2 separate regions of the Rattus norvegicus genome follow, and region 2 is linked to region 1. A link is a contact called in public Hi-C data. All regions are on one chromosome and are shown on one strand. The core of a region is the stretch at or near the end of the contact, and the rest is flanking DNA. Distances in the headings are between cores, read along the strand shown. Region 1 overlaps Ptprg (protein tyrosine phosphatase, receptor type, G). Region 2 overlaps Ptprg (protein tyrosine phosphatase, receptor type, G).

Region 1 (7,791 bases), core at 2,291-4,790:
ATGGGCCCCGAGGACTTTCTTTTGGGAAATAAAAAAAAAAAGTGGTAAGTCATTAAGAGGCGCACTCAGAGCTGAAGCATTTTCCATGTGCATATACAATTACAGGCTTCATTATTCTGGGGCCTCCTTTGATTAACAAGAAAGCAGCCAGGCTTTCAAACCCAAATGTGTCACTTGCAGTCTCTGTGTAACGTCTTCAAGCATAGTGCTTGTGGGAGGTTTGTGATGATAAGGGAAGAAGAGATCCTCCACACGGGAATACTCAAAAGGCTGCACTGGGGGTCTGATGAGAGACACTTAGGTAAATCCTAAGCAGAGATGTTAACCCGACACAGAGTCTGTGTAGTCGAACTGAGGGCAGCTATGTCACGGCATCTACAACAGCCCGGGAGTCTAGGAGGCAATGTATACGGACACGTGAGACAAAAAGGGGTGATGGGGACTGTGGACAGCAGCAGGCATGGTTGTGGCGGGAAAGATGTGGGGGCGGCAGGAGAGGTGGGGTAAGTGTAAGAGGTAACACTTGCACAGTGTTCTCATAACATGTAATACTGTAGCAACCTGATCAGAAGAAAGGGGCTTGTTTGTAATGAGCGAGAAGCAAGATCTCCCTCTCCTTCTCTCTCTCTCTCTCTCTCTCTCTCTCTCCTCTCTCTCCTTCTCTCTCTCTTTGTGTGTGTGTGTGTGTGTGTGTGTGTGTGTGTGTGAGAGAGAGAGAGAGAGAGAGAGAGAGAGAGAGAGAGAGAAAGGAAGAAGAGAGAGAGAGAGGGAGGGAGAGGGAGAGAGGGAGGGAGGGAGAGAGAGAGGGAGAGAGTGATAGGGAGGGAGAGAGGGAGGGAGGGAGGGAGAGAGGGAGAGAGTGATAGGGAGGGAGAGAGGGAGGGAGGGAGAGAGAGAGAGAGAGAAAAGTGTGTGAGCATGAGTGTCCGCATGCCACATCACAAGTAAGAGGACAACTATCAGGTGCAGCCCTTGCTTTCTCTCTTGCTTGAGACACAATCTTGTCCAGGCTAGCTGGCCTGCCAGCTTTCAGGAATCTCTTCCTCATAGCCTCCCCCCCCCCCAGGAGGAAATATGCTTCCCAGGTACTGCCAGAGGAATACGCTCCCAGACTCAGGCCAAGGGGGCCTTACCAAGTCCTTGTCACTGTCTTTTGTAAACGTCTTCTCCTTCTCATCCTCATTCTTGGTCCAGCTATAGGAGATCATGTAATTCATGATGGGCGGGTGGTAGATGGTTTCTGGCTGGCTCCAGGACACCTGCAGGGCTGTCTGGTTCAGAGGCTGCACCTTCATGTGGATGGGCGGAGAGCTGCAAACTGAAGACACAGGTAAGGTTAAAGGGCGTCAACACCACTTGCCACACACGTGTGTGCCCTTTGACCTCAGGAAGTGGTTCTGTGGTAGGCACCCACCCCTGGCCATTCGAGGCCTAGGAGCGCTGTGCCACACCAGCTCTCCTTCCTCTCTTCGTCTATTTATCCACCCACTTCCTGTGTGCGTGTGCACATTAGCATGCATCCACAGGTGTTAAAGTGTGGAGGAGGCTGGTAATGGTGGATGTCATTTCTCAGGACTTAGCCACTGGCCTGGAACTTCCCAAGGGGAGGTTGCCTACTCCGTGCTGAGGTCATGCTCAGGGGTTTCCTTTTACACCTGGCATTTCTTCTATTTTTAAGTAAGGGTTCTGGAGATCAAACCCAGGTCCTCGTGATTGCAAGGCAAGCACTTTGCTAACTGAGCCGTCTTCCCAGTGCTAACTTGGCCATCTTCCCAGATCTCTTTTTATTCTCTGAGACATAATCTTGCTACATAGCCCAGGCTAGCCCTAAAGTTATGGTACTACCGCCTTAATGCTCTAAATCTTGAGATTGCAGTCCTGTGTCAGCAAGCTTAGCTGTGCTCTGCCCCCTACATTTTAGTCAGGTAGATACTCTGTTACTTCAGCTCTAAACACTCAGGCCTGCAACTTTTCAGAATTAGAACATTCTCTCATCTAGCCTCATCACCCATGATCCTACTTAAGAAAACACCTGCTGACTCTATAGGATTCTCCTACAACATCCATTTCAAATTTGTCCCTTTTTTTTTTAAAGATGACCTATAGCTGCTACCCTTCTCACATGACTCTGTACTGATAAAGCTTCCTCCTTCGATTTTTCTTCATGACTGACCCTTTGAAGAAGCCACAACATTTGACTGGAGGTCTGTGGGTATAGAAAGGATGGCTTCCTCCCGGGTGGCCACCCTGACTGGGGAGTAAGGGACGGTCAGGTTAATCTGGCTTTCCATCCCTGTAATTCAGAAGCTTTAGGAGACACAATAGAGCCACATCTGTCCAGGGCCAACTCACCACAGTATTGAGGACTCCAGATTAGCCTGCAGTGTGGCAAATGTTTGTCCGTGTGGTCAAGCGTGCCCTCCCCCCAACCCCCACATCTTCTCTGTGACAGCCAAACCTGTCTCTAGACACGAGCAAATGTCTCTGCAGGGCCCGTTTTCCTCAGTCTCCAAAGAGAAATGCAGAGTTTGGAAGGAACCACCCGTGCGAGGCTGATACTGAACACAAGGACGGAACAGATGTTGGGAAAGAGAAACTCACATCCTGTAGAAGCACTTGGAAGAAGGATCTGACCCTGCTGGGGCTGACTCCCTTGAGGAAGGTTCTTTCCTTTTTTTTTTTTTTTGAGCTGGGGACCGAACCCAGGACCTTGCGCTTGCTAGGCAAGCGCTCTACCACTGAGCTACATCCCCAACCCGAGGAAGGTTCTTTCAATTGAGAGCTGAGCCAAGTCTACTTGGGTAGAGGTTGGGGAAGAAGTGGAGGCAGAGGAAGGGACACCGGAGTAATATTCCAGAGTCTGTACAGGACCATGATGGGACCAAAATAGGGAGATGGGGAAGCCTGGAGGCTGGGTTAAAAGTTCTGTCCTTTATATCTGAAGCTTCTGGGAACCACTAGAAAAGTTAGTCCAGAGTGCCAAGATGAGGTTGTTCTGACAAAGACTCCCAAGGTGGGTGCTGCACACTAAGCCAGGGACTGGACTGGGACGATGGCAACCTCTAGAACAAACAGAGTGGGAAACTGAGATATCAGGTAGTGGGAGGCACTTATGAGCGGGGAGTGAAAGAACAGCTGCCGCCATGAGGCACAGGAGCTAAGTGACAGGCGAGCTCACGGGTGCAGCCGGTCGGGAACAGCACGGAACCTTCCGGAAGCCCGAAAGGGTCACACGCCTCTTTTCCGGACCCAAACTCCCAAACCTAAGGCAGTCTCTGGAGCCTCTGGGCACACTTCTGCAGAGAGCCTCTGAGGTTGCAGCCATGGAGGAGGCACAGCGGCCGTGCCTGGCACGAGGCTCCTTTGCGTCTGTAGGAGAGATGTGCTTCACGTGAATGACGGGGGATTTGGTGAGGCATGCACCTTGCCCTTCAGAGCACCCCTGATCAAGCTGCCCCGCGTTTGCCTTCAGAGCAGGGGCTTCAAACAAAGACTGTGAAGACTGTTGGAATGCCCAAACGTGACATGACAGAAGAGAGACACTAGGGGGCGACAAGGTACCGTTTTTAAATAGTCTAATTTGCTAGGTTTCTGTTTCTCCAGACAGCAAAAAGGGACAGAGAAAAAAGTCAGCAAAGATCCACAGCTCCGTCCTTTTTAACACTGGTGGTGGTGGTGGTGGAGGAGCAGTTTTATATATCAGCAGTATTCTTTACTCTGCGACGATGACCTAACGTCCACCTCTCTCACTTCCTACCATGTCCTTATTTTCCTTGTATTTTCCTCCCCTGCCGCCATCAGTGGTGGCTCTGAGGGACACATCTCCCCAGCAGTTACATCACAACCACATAAATAATCTTAGCACCCACATGCAGATGCACCATCCTTATTTATTTATTTATTTATTTATTTATTTATTTATTTATTTATTTTTGAAATGAAAATGGCTGGGCTTTTCTATGCAGAGAAAGATGATTCATTCAGAAGGCAAGAAGGGAGTTAAAGAGATTGACCCTAAATGTTGCCGTGACCGTAGACAACAGTCGCAAACATTCTAGGATCCCACGTCTGATGTACAATCTACCTCTTCCTATATGTGTGAAGTAGGATTACATATAATTTGATGTGGAAAAAAATAAAATGAAAGTGGGCGGGACATGGCAGCCAGAGGAAAGAGGTTCTTAAATCTGAGCAACACAGTGAGACCCTGCCTCAAACACAAATAAACCAAAACCCCAAACAAGCCAACAAGAACAATAGAGGCATAAGGTCTGTAGGTAAGTTAATGATGGAGTCGGGAGGCCATGTCTATAATAGTGTTAGATGCCATTGCTTTGAGTGGCAATTGCTGAGTTAAGGTCTCAGGGGACAGGACCACTTGCTGGGGGAGAGGACTGCAACTAAGTGGTCACCCAAGACACATGCTTGCCTCAGATGCCCAGACCAGGCTACAGGTAGCACGAGGTGGAGCGAGCAGCCCTCCTCACGTGAGCCCCAAGTTGGGAAGTCCAATATGAGAGAAATCTCTTCTTGTTCTGCTTCTAAGCTTTTTCTCATCTTCCTGGACAGTGGGTTTCTGAACAATGGGGATAACGTGAGAAAGGGCTGTGTGGAACACTGTGTCAGGAGAGTTTGGCATTTGTATCAATAAAAAAGTGCACACAGGAAATATTTTGGGCTTTGAAAGTCATGCAGTCTCTTTTGCTTTCAAAGCACAAAGCTGCAGAGGTGGTGAGCTTGTGGCCGAGGGTGGCTGTGACCAGAACTTACACCGATGGTAAATCTCAGAGGTCCCTGTGGGCCTCGAACTCTGACCGTTTTTGTATTGCTTAAAGATAGGAACATCTCAGTTCATGTTGTACAGAATTTGGTGGTGGGTGAGGTTTTGAAGATGAAAAGGAACAAGCGTGTTTGTATTCTCGGCACAGAATCCAACCCCTGAGCACAGCTTATAGGCAGCTTCTCCACAGAGCGGAGACCCTTCATGGCGCTCACCCCAAATCACACTGCTGCTTCATTGACTATCTGGAGCAATCAGCCTCCCTGACTGGAGTAAGATGTGGCTGGTACCTCTTTGGTTGTGTCCTGTACGCTGCCTGAGTCTACAGGAGTGGCTGACATGCATGTGCTTTTGAACAGGAAGCAAGTTGATGGTGCTGGTTTAAGATCCTTGGCCATTCCCTGGTCCACAGGCCTGTAGTATGGACTCCTTCCATTTCCAACCTTCCAGGCTTCCACCTTGGTCCTCAGTCACCAGTATCTGCCAGCTCTCCTCCAGCGAGTGATCTGCCTCCAATATCACATAGGCCCTCTGCCCCTTCCATTTCACCTCCTCACCTCCCTGTCGCTTTGACCTCCAGGGAGGGACCACACCACTGATCACCTGCACCTTGTGTATCATCACCATAGATATCATTCTTAGAAACGATTTTCCCCCTTCACTCCGTTGAGAAAGACCCCATCTGTACAGTCAGGGCTACCCAGCTCACTCCTGCCGTCACCACATTCAGGGACTTCTGTCTACATTCTCTACGTTGCCCCTCAGAGCAAGGGGATGTGTGTGACTCAGGAAACACATCCGGTCTCCAGAAGCAGCAAGTGCTACTCCAGGCTGGAGAACGAGCGAGAGGCCCGCTTGTGCCTGTGCCAAAGGTTCTGCTTGTGTGTGCAGTTGGAAACCATGGCATCGATCAAGGCCTTCCTTTCAAGCCCAGCAAGAAAAGAAATCAGGAAGGGTGCACAGTTTGACGGGAGGGTTTTTAGAAAGCTGATGTATCCAAGTGTGGGACTTGGGATCTTGGTGGCCTCTTACCTTCTCATCTGTATGATGGGCTGCTGTATGAAATGGCTTCCTCATAGGGTTGGGGGTGAACCTAACAGGCACAGTGTAAATAAAGTACGGGCTGTGGGCCTCAGGCCCCCGGGACATTCAGGCCCAATAGCTTTTGCTTGTAAGTCTGGATGTTTAAATCGGATCGGCTAGAACAGCAGGGCAAGGATCTCCTTTAACTATGGGTAGTTCATCTTTAGCACAGTTCCCACCACACCCTGTTGCCCTTACATAGTCTCCTCATGCAGAGCCTGACCCTCCAGTCTGGGAGTGCAGGGGCAGACGCCTATTTTCCACATCCTTCCTTCCCTAGTGGCGGCCACTGCAAACCCTGTCATCTGGGACATTTTGACACATCCTTTTGTATAAAATCAAAGCCTTTTAACTGTGCAGGAGGCGCCACACCCTGCTCGCTAAACAAACGGCCCCGGGGGATGGCTTTGACATCAGCCCCTCCCTTCCAGGGGCCTGATTCCATGCTCGCTGGGGCCTGATTGCTCCTCACAGACATGTAGCATGACATTCCCTGGCAGCACGGAGAGTTCTTGCTTTTCCTCTGAACCACCTTTAATTATGAGCCCTGCTTTCGTTAAATAACGAAGAGGCTCCTAACCGGGCACCCGAGGTCCTCTGATTTCACATCAACGTCAAGGATATTTTCTCAGAGGTTCCAAAAGCCAATCTAAGTCTCCCCTGGCCCTTCTCATTTGGGGATTTAGATGAGGTACTGGGACCTGCTCCGATAGTGCGACCCCCAAGTGTCTTAAGCTGTCAGAGTAAATGGCTACTCCAGGGATCTCCACTCAGGTCTTCCACTTGAGGCAGCGGGCCAACTGTGGATCAATGTGAAACACGGACTGCTCACACATAGCACTTTGGCACACACAGGCTTAATTAACTATTGCACATCCTACCCATAGTGACAGAAGCCAGGCCAGGGTGGAGAGGGGCTGACGCATGCACACAGAGGGTGGCACATCACCCCAGCTCAGCTCAGGACCCCTTTAATGCAGGGAACTTTCCAGAAACCTGACATGAGGAGAAAGGTCTCTTACTGTTTCAGAGTCTCCACAGCAGATCAGACAGGAAAAACAAACAAACAAACAAACAAAAACACCCCCAAAAATCCAGAACCCTAGAAATATTGGTGCCTCAGAATGTCACCTCCCTTTCTCCCATGTCCAAGAGCTCATGAAGGGCACACCACTCTGAAGAAGGTACCGGAACTGGAGGGCAACTTAGAGTGACCCTCGCATGACTTGCATTCTTATCTTCCAAAAACCATGGTCTGAGGGTTGCCAAGAACATACTGCCTGAAGGCAGGCTCTGCCCTCGTCTCTGATGGTCACACATGAAGGACATCTCCATTCAGACTGAGGACTCCACAGTCCTGGAGACCAGGTCGCTAAGCAGATCGTGAGACATGGAGTGGGAGATAAGTCAGCCTGATTTGAACCTGGGAGAGAGGCAGAAAGCAGCTGTTTGTTCTCCCACGTTCCCTGTCTCTAATCCCATCTCCATGATGATGCAAAGACATTGGGAGGCTACTCGAACTCCTCAGACTGGGAACGCTGTCCTTTGTGGGTAACATTTGTCAACACCGTGGCCTTTTAACTGTGGCTTCTTCTGGGGCTAGTGACATTTGCACAAAAGGTCCCTTCTCTTTCACGCTTCCCTCATGTCTTGCCTTATATCTTGCCCAAATAGACTATCTCTTTCATAAGTTGCCTTGGTCATGGTGTTTTCCCACAGCAGCAGCAGAGCTGATGTGTGTGTGTGTGTGTGTGTGTACAGTATGACATAATTTAAAAAATATTGTCATATTATCTACAAATAGCTGCCTTTCTTTGTAATCATTTATGTTTTATTGAATCACATCTAAAATTATAGATAAATCTGAGGACTATGGATGGATACTTCCCAAATTGATAAACTGAGGGTTAGAGTTAGGATTAATGTCA
Region 2 (7,791 bases), core at 3,641-6,140, 390 kb after region 1:
AACAAAAAACATAAACTCCTTCTTGAGGGCCAGCAAAATGTCTTCAGTAGGTAAAGATGCTTGTTGCCAAAGCTGGCAATCCAAATCCCTTTCAGGGACCGGCATGGTGGAAAGAATAAATTACTCCCAAAAGTTGTTCCTCCACGGGTAATTTAATTATAAAAGTTTCTCTAAATTGCCACATTTTGCTGTTCTGTGTCTGGTTGACATTGACTGAAAGATCGCAGTCTTAGTCTCTGAGCCACGTAACAGAAGACTTGAAGCATCTCCTGGGCTCTCACAGTGTGGAGGGCCAGGCTCTTTGGAGGTTACAAAGTTGCAAGTCGTAAGCGCTGGGCAGGCTCCTTAACACTGTGGCCCTTGATGTCTACACCAACATCACAATGACCATCCCCTGCTCTTACAAGGGGCAGACGGCAGTCCTCCCAACCTTTTAACAAGAAGCAATGCATGGTGACTTGCTCAATGACCACCTCAAGTTGCAGGTGTCAAACCCATAGCATCCCTGAAACATTCCACTCAAGTCTTTCATTAGTTTGTTACTGGTGATGAGTTCTTTTTTCTTCCTTCCTCCTCGTCTTCAATTTAAGCAAACTTTCAAACCCAACCACAGTCCAGAAAACAACAAACGAGATGAACGTTTTCTCTCTTAACTACAACAGCTAGCAAATATCCTATCTCCTGGGCAGTAAGAAGATGACTTGGCCAACTGAGGTCCAATTCCCAGCATTCACAAGGTAGCTCACATCTCTAACTTAGTCCTGGAGGTTCTGAAACCCACTTCTGGCTCTGTGGGCACTACATATACACAGTGCAGGGAAAACACCCATACACATAATCCTATCTCCTAAGTCTGTAGTAAGTATTATCTATCACATAGTCTTTACCCCATGTTTTGCTGAAAAATATTTTGCTTGCCAACCCTTGTCCAACATCCTAAAAGAGATGCTAGAGAAATACCTCCAATGCCCTTAAACACAAACCAGGATTCTTTTGAATACCAACCAATGAGAAGCTCACTCAGGAGACTCATCAACATGCTTTTGATCGGGAGGCTGGTAAGCCAACTAGTGCTTTAAATGTTGTCTCTGTCCAACAGGAAACAACTCTGAAAAGCCCAGTCTTGAAAGTCATGGGGAAAAGCAACAGCATAGCCACCTCATTTTTCCAACCATCTCACATCCAAAATTAAAAAGCACACAGGTATAAGGATGGTTCTTGTAGTGCTATGGGAATATCGAAAATCTGGATATAATGAAAACTTTCTCAGTAATAAAATTCTCAAGTAGCCTGTAGTGATGATAAAAACGTCACTGTTTAAAAATAAGGATTTGTTAGGAACTGACTGGGGGGTATTTTACACTATAACATGCCTGTGTGTGTGCCTGTGTGCATGCGTGTTATGCGGGAATGTTAGAATGGCTACCCTGGGAAGGAAGACAGGGTGACATATCATGGTGCCCCTTTCCCAATGATTGATAAAAGCATGCTAATGACAAAAATGTTTTGGAAGCTATAAAGCCAAAAATTAAAGAGCTGATGTCGACAGTTAAGCAAATCAGTGACACATTTTGCTAAGCCTACACATCACTGTGCTGGCAGTAAAACAAGACACTTGATGAGCCAGGAAGGGTAGCTCAGTGGTAGAGCACTTGACTGTAGAGTGCAAGACCTGGAGCTAGGAGGAGGGGAAGGTATGGAAGTCTGCTCCGAACTCCTCAATGGGTGCCTCAAGTGTTCACAAGGTCCAAAGACTCTCTCTTTGTTCACTTCTTACCTGAGCTCTGTAACTTCCCTTGAAGTCCTAGCATCAACCCTAGTGGTGACCTGTAGAATCCCTAAGAGGAAATGTAAGAGGCTACTGAAACCACCAAGAAGTCCATACCTACTCAAGCTACTCAAAGCGACTGAGACTCCAGGGTGGGGGTGGGGAGGACGTGGGAGAAGTATTGTTTCCTGTTGTTTATCACTATTTCAAACACAGGACAGTCACTAGGACACGCAAAGCTGAAGTGGGGAGCAAGGGTTGTGTAGGCATCATTAAGTCTTTGGGGTACTGGCTTCATATCTCCTCTCCGAGGCAATCAAACTATGAACAAAGCAAGTTACCAAGGTCCCGAAAGCTTAAGTAGTAATACGCTGCTGGCATCCAGTGGTCTTGAACCCTGAGCAAGCACGTGGCCAGAAGTCACGTGGAAAGATTGGACCCTATGGGACACATGAAACTCAAAGGACTGTACCAGAGAAAGGTAATTTTGAATTCTATAGGTTTTGTTGGTTCATTTGTTTTTTAGACAAAACTTAAGGGAGAGAAAAAAAAAAGGAGAAAAATCTCAAACTCTTAGATGGTCCTGCCATCTAAGGCGTCAGGGCAAGCATGAGGCAAACACAGAGTGAATGGCTTGGCATGCTCTCTGACCTCCAGTCAACATTATGGGAACTGAAAGCTTCATTTTCGGGAAATGTCAAAGCTTCATCATCATGCATCTTATTTTCTCCTTGTTCTGCTTGGGAAAGCGCTCTATGTGGTGTAGAAGAGACAGATTTCAATCCCTCTCAATTGAACCCAAGCTTCACTCCCTGCCAACCGTAGCAAGCAAGCAAGTAAACAAACAAACAAACAAACAAACGAACAAAAGACCTGAAGAAACAAGAGAGGAATCCACTGAAGAGCAAGAGCAATGGAGATGTTGTGTGCGGAAATCACAGCCAGGAAGAGGAGCTCTCTCATGGAGGGTGTGAGTGGTGGATCCCACCAGGCAGAATTGAAGACCCCACACCGCACATCAAAAGTAAGCTAAGGTGTGACAAAGAAGGCCCAGTTATCTGCAAGGGAAGGTGATTGCTACATGATCAAATGACAGTGAGGGGGTACCTTTCAGTTCCTCCAACCCCCTGACCCCCAGATTTAAACGGCCGATTGTTAATTGCATTAAGACAGGAATTCTCAGGGCCTGGAGAGATGGTTCAGTATTTAAAAGCACTGGCTATTCTTCGAGATGAACCACATTCAATTTCCTGCAACCGTTTGACCATTCACAGCCATCTGTGACTCCAGTTCCAGGTGAACTAGTGCCCTTTCTGGCTACCCTGGGCATTAGGCCCATACATGATACATAGACATTCATGCATGCAAGACACAAATACATACAAGATAAAAACCAGCAGGAATTCCTTAATAAGTGTAAGAATTACTGAGTTAAAATTCTATATATAATCACCCAAATAAATCCAATTTCCCTTTTTGAGTGTAAATCTCAAGTCATCGTCCATTGCAAATCCTTCACAAAGCCATTTCAGAATGAAATGTGGAAGAAAATACTTTATGCAATTAAGAAAAGAACTATATTCACGTGCATGATGGAACAGATATGTGTATACCTTGTAGCCTTGCATGTTCAGGGAATTAACATTACATGTGTGCCCACTGCTTTGACTGACATTCTCTCTGTAAACACATATGAGACACAGGTCTGTTGACTACCGTCCTGCTGAAGTAATAGTGTCTAAAACCCTAGTCATTCATTCTGAAATTCTCACCTGAGGTGGAATCGTGCAGAGTGGGGCCGACAGGTACCTGTTCATTGGAACTCTCCTGACTCTCCTTGACAGTATTGACTACAACCAACGGCATTCCCACGTCTCAGTGCTGACAGAGCACAAACCAGTGGGACATAAAATACGGCTTTCTGTGATGTTGGAAATGGGTCTTTGTCTTCATTCAGCTCCCAAAAGCTGCACGTCCAGATGCTGAGGGTCCCTGCCCCCAGCTGGCTTTGACTGATAATAAAGAATTGTTGTACAGCCAATGGCTGGGCAGGGAGATGGACGTGGAACTTTTAGATTGCGCAGGCAAGGGAGCCAGGGAGAACAAGAGAATCGCCATGACTCGGAGGCAGAGGGATCAGATTTAAGAGCTGCGGGAGAGAAACCATCCAACAATGTAGTGGGTAGGGGCTGTTCAGAAGTAACAGGGCAGCAAAGATAAAATATAGATTTAGGAGTTAAGCCAGGAATACCGGAAGGGAGTGGGTGCTAAGTGCGGGGAGGTTTAGAAGTGCCTTGACTTAGTTGAGGCATTTCAAAATTAGCTGGTGTGTGTGTGTGTGTGTGTGTGTGTGTGTGTGTGTGTGTGTGTGTGTCTGTCTGTGTGTGTGTGTGTGTGTGTGTGTGTGTGTCTGTGTGTCTTTCATTCATGTATCCAGAGTTCTTGGGCGAGTGCAGGGCTCACGGTGACCCACTGGGAGCCAAAGCAGATTAACTACACACTGCTACAATATTTGTCATAGCAAATGGCTGAGAGCCCTGAAAGCCTGCCCCACTAGCATAAGAACCTTTTAGAATCACTCTACAGAAGTGTCAGGTCAGGGACTGGAGGTATAGCTCAGGGCTTCAGAGTTCCTCTTGCTCTTGATGAGGAAGGACCTAGATTCAGGTCCCAGCCGTCCATATAGCAGCTCACAGTAACTCCAGTTTTAGCAGATCCCACACCATTTTCTTATGGCCTCCCTGGGTAACCACACTCACGGGCACAGGCACAAACACACAACCCCCCCATCCCCCCACCCACACACACACACTTAAGAATAAAATACATCTTTTTCAGATTTTTAAAAATGAAAATGTATCCGGTCAAGTATCACACTGTAAGTGTAACACCTAACAAATTTACCACAGTCTCCGCTATGGTTACCTATTGTTATTTCTGTGTGCACGTGTATTATGTTCACGTCTGTGTGAGGTAAGTGCTGATAGCCTTGCTCAACTGTTCCCACTTTTATTTTCTGAGACAGGGACTCTCTCTGATCCTGAAGGCAGCTGACTAAGCCAGTACAGCTTCCCAGTGTCCCGGGATCCTCACATCTATGCTTGCAGTGCTGGGGTTACCGAACCACGTGGTCACATGCTCCTTTACAGGAGTCCTGTCCCAGGGAGTTAACCTCAGGTCCTCAAGGCTGTTGTCAGTGGATACTTTATGCACTAAGCCATCTTCCCAGCCCTATTCCTGGTTCAGACTTGTCACGGAGTAATGACTCTCAACTAAGGGTAATTCTGCCTCTTGTGGGAATATCTGGAAATACGTCTGACTGTCCACTTGAGTCTGCACTATTCTTCACACTCAGAACAAAGGCCAGTGAGAGAGCCTCATCTCCACGTTTCTTCCTCATATCCCCTAAGCACATTGATTTCCCTCTTAAAAATTAAATCTCCAAACATATTCTTCCCTGACACCCTCACGACCCCTCACGACCACAGCCCAGCCATGCCAGATCTGACTGCTTGTTATGACAAACTGTGTTCTTCAGAGATTTCTTCCCTTCCTCTGATCATTGACAAGTGAGAATTCTGTTATTTCTGAACTCTGCATGAAATGCAGCCACCCCACACTCTCATAGGAATCACTGCTCTCTCAGCTCAGGTTCAACTCACATCTGTAAATGTAAAAAGTTGTCGTTTCTACTAAATATATACATGCGTGTTTTCTGAAACATGCATTCCGTTTTTTAGCACAGGGAACTAACTGGTATTCCAGCACTGTGTTCCATTTCCTTTAAGAGGAAGAAGAGGAAAATACCTTGGCCGTTCTTGGGCGTGGCTCCTCCCTTCTGCTGGGTCAGAGTAGCTTAGGGGGTCTCAGGAAGCTCCCAACTGTTACAATCCACAAGACCCAGCACAGCTCCCTAAAGCTGTCAGGAAATCACGTATCACCTCAGATACATGGTGATCTCATGAGAAGCCATCTCCTACCTCTATTCCCACCATACACCTTTTCCTGTACCCTTCCCTTCCCAAAGGAATATTTAAGAGATTGGTAAATGTGCATTTCTAAATCCTGAAGACACTGATTACTTCTGATGTAAAAAGACATTAGCGTCTGCATCTTGACATTTTCCTGTCTTCCTTGGCCAGAGAACCCACCTCCCATAAAACAAAACAAAATAACCTACTTTGCTGCTATTCTGCACTCGGATCCTAGGGACGGACCTTCATTTAGCCCTTCCTTCACTGAGACCTAGCCCTGGGATGGTCAGAGAGGTCTTAATGCCGTACTGATGAAACTGTGTTCACATAAAGAAACTGTAGTCCAGAGGCTAACACCAATAAACCAATAAAGCTTTTTAAGCCTGAGAAACTAACAGTTACAGTAGCTGTAAAAGCTTCCCAGCATCTGAAATTAATTCCTGCATTAAAACATCCCCCTTCGAAAGGCATACATCACACCTGTAAGCTGCAGCGAGATAAATCCGGGTTTGGGAGTGATAAACGTGGAGATTGTTGGGTTTTTAAATTAATAACTCTGTCTCTGTCAAATTCTAAAACCATAAACAGAAATGCTAATAAATATATATCTGTGACCACTATTTTACAGACAAAATCTAAAATCAATTAATACAATTCTTACCATTATATTTCCTGTCCTCCGGAGGCATAAATATCTTTCCTTCCTTAATGCGATCTCAAAATGCATCACGTTATCTCCTTAACTTGCATCTTAAGTCTTCCCTGGTACACTGCAGTGCATGTGTGAAGAGTGAACATGGAGGTTTCCCACCTTCCATACCATAGCCCAGTTTACTAAATAATTTAACTGTCCGCCTATGAATAGAAAGATACTTTAAATGCTCTTCATACAATATGCAGCATAATCAACAAAGGGCAGAGCTCATTTGAAGCTAAATTTAAGTATATGATTTAAATAAAAATGTATGTATTGGGGCAATTTCTCCGTGAGGAAAACGTCTAAATAATTTGGTGTAAGGAGATCATCATGTACATGAAGAAATCAAAAGGAAATAGAGGTTCAAGACCATGACATAGCATTCATTCCCCTGAGAACAACCAACTTTCAAAACAGGGGAAGCCAGTTCTGGTGGTAACAACCTTTAATCCCAGCTACTTAGCCAGCAAGGCAGGAAGACTGCAAGAGCAACCTTGACAACTTAAAAGAAAGATTTGTCTGAAATCAAAGAGTAAAAAGAGGGCTGGAGATATACATCTCAATGGTGATTGTCTGACCACCACACAGAGGATCCTAACTAGGCTTAATCCCAACTTTAAAACAAAAAACAAAAAAAAAAAGAATGTAGTTTTGCAGTCTCTGCTTTCTAGCACATGTTTTGATAGTCAATATTTATTTCATTATTATTTTTAATTACAAAACATTCTTGTGTAATCATCATGCTAAACAATGGATCTGGTAGGAACTGAGCTTCCTTTTCAAAACCAGGCTGTACTTCCTTTCGTCACTGATATCACGAGGCTGGACTCATAAATCTCAGAAAACTTAATGCAAAAATCATCTTCGAAAATGAACTCTCTTTTCAATAGGACTGAATTTTTTCTAAAATAATTATAGGACTAAGAAAGAATCCAGAGGCGGGGGGTAGGGAAAACTAAAATAAGATTAACATCCCTCTGGGGAGAGGAGTGTAGTTCCCACGGCCTTCATCATCAACAGCTTCTAGACTTGAACTCTAGCTACGAGGAACATGGAGAGACAGGCACAGTCAACACACAATGGGAACCAGAGTGACAAAATTTTGACAGGGTCCTAGCATCCACACTCCTGAGTGGGCTATCCTGGCATCCTGGCATCCGAGTGATCTCTCCCCTTCTCAAGCTCCCCGGAGTCCCGCAGGCACACCTGGAAGTCTACAGTGGAGGTCAGGATAAATATATTATACTACAGTATGCTTAACCTACTCTGCAAGTGGCTGCCATAGGTAACAAAATTTTACTTTCTAAAGAGAAAAGAAAAAAATGAAGTCAGCTCCAGAGACAGGGACTGAA

The links. Hi-C and Micro-C count contacts between places; a contact is called where the count stands out from the background.
Region 2: a Hi-C map of psoas muscle shows a contact between it and region 1, with 4 times the contacts expected there. The contact joins two enhancer-like sites. A contact is called at or near these places in 2 of 12 Hi-C or Micro-C datasets (Schwann cells and psoas muscle).

What each region holds. Positions count from the first base shown.
Region 1 is chr15:15,404,336-15,412,126 of GRCr8, forward strand. It overlaps Ptprg (protein tyrosine phosphatase, receptor type, G), which reads right to left. Exons shown (of 30, transcript NM_134356.2): 9 at 1,134-1,318. Among named protein-coding and RNA genes, the nearest start is that of Cep15, 140 kb to the left of the region's middle. Within about 2 kb of position 3,541, at least 4 of the 93 cell types and tissues checked have an H3K27ac peak or open chromatin away from gene starts, as enhancers often do.
Region 2 is chr15:15,797,306-15,805,096 of GRCr8, forward strand. The region is part of intron 2 of Ptprg (protein tyrosine phosphatase, receptor type, G); the gene reads right to left. Among named protein-coding and RNA genes, the nearest start is that of Ptprg, 180 kb to the right of the region's middle. Within about 2 kb of position 4,891, at least 2 of the 93 cell types and tissues checked have an H3K27ac peak or open chromatin away from gene starts, as enhancers often do.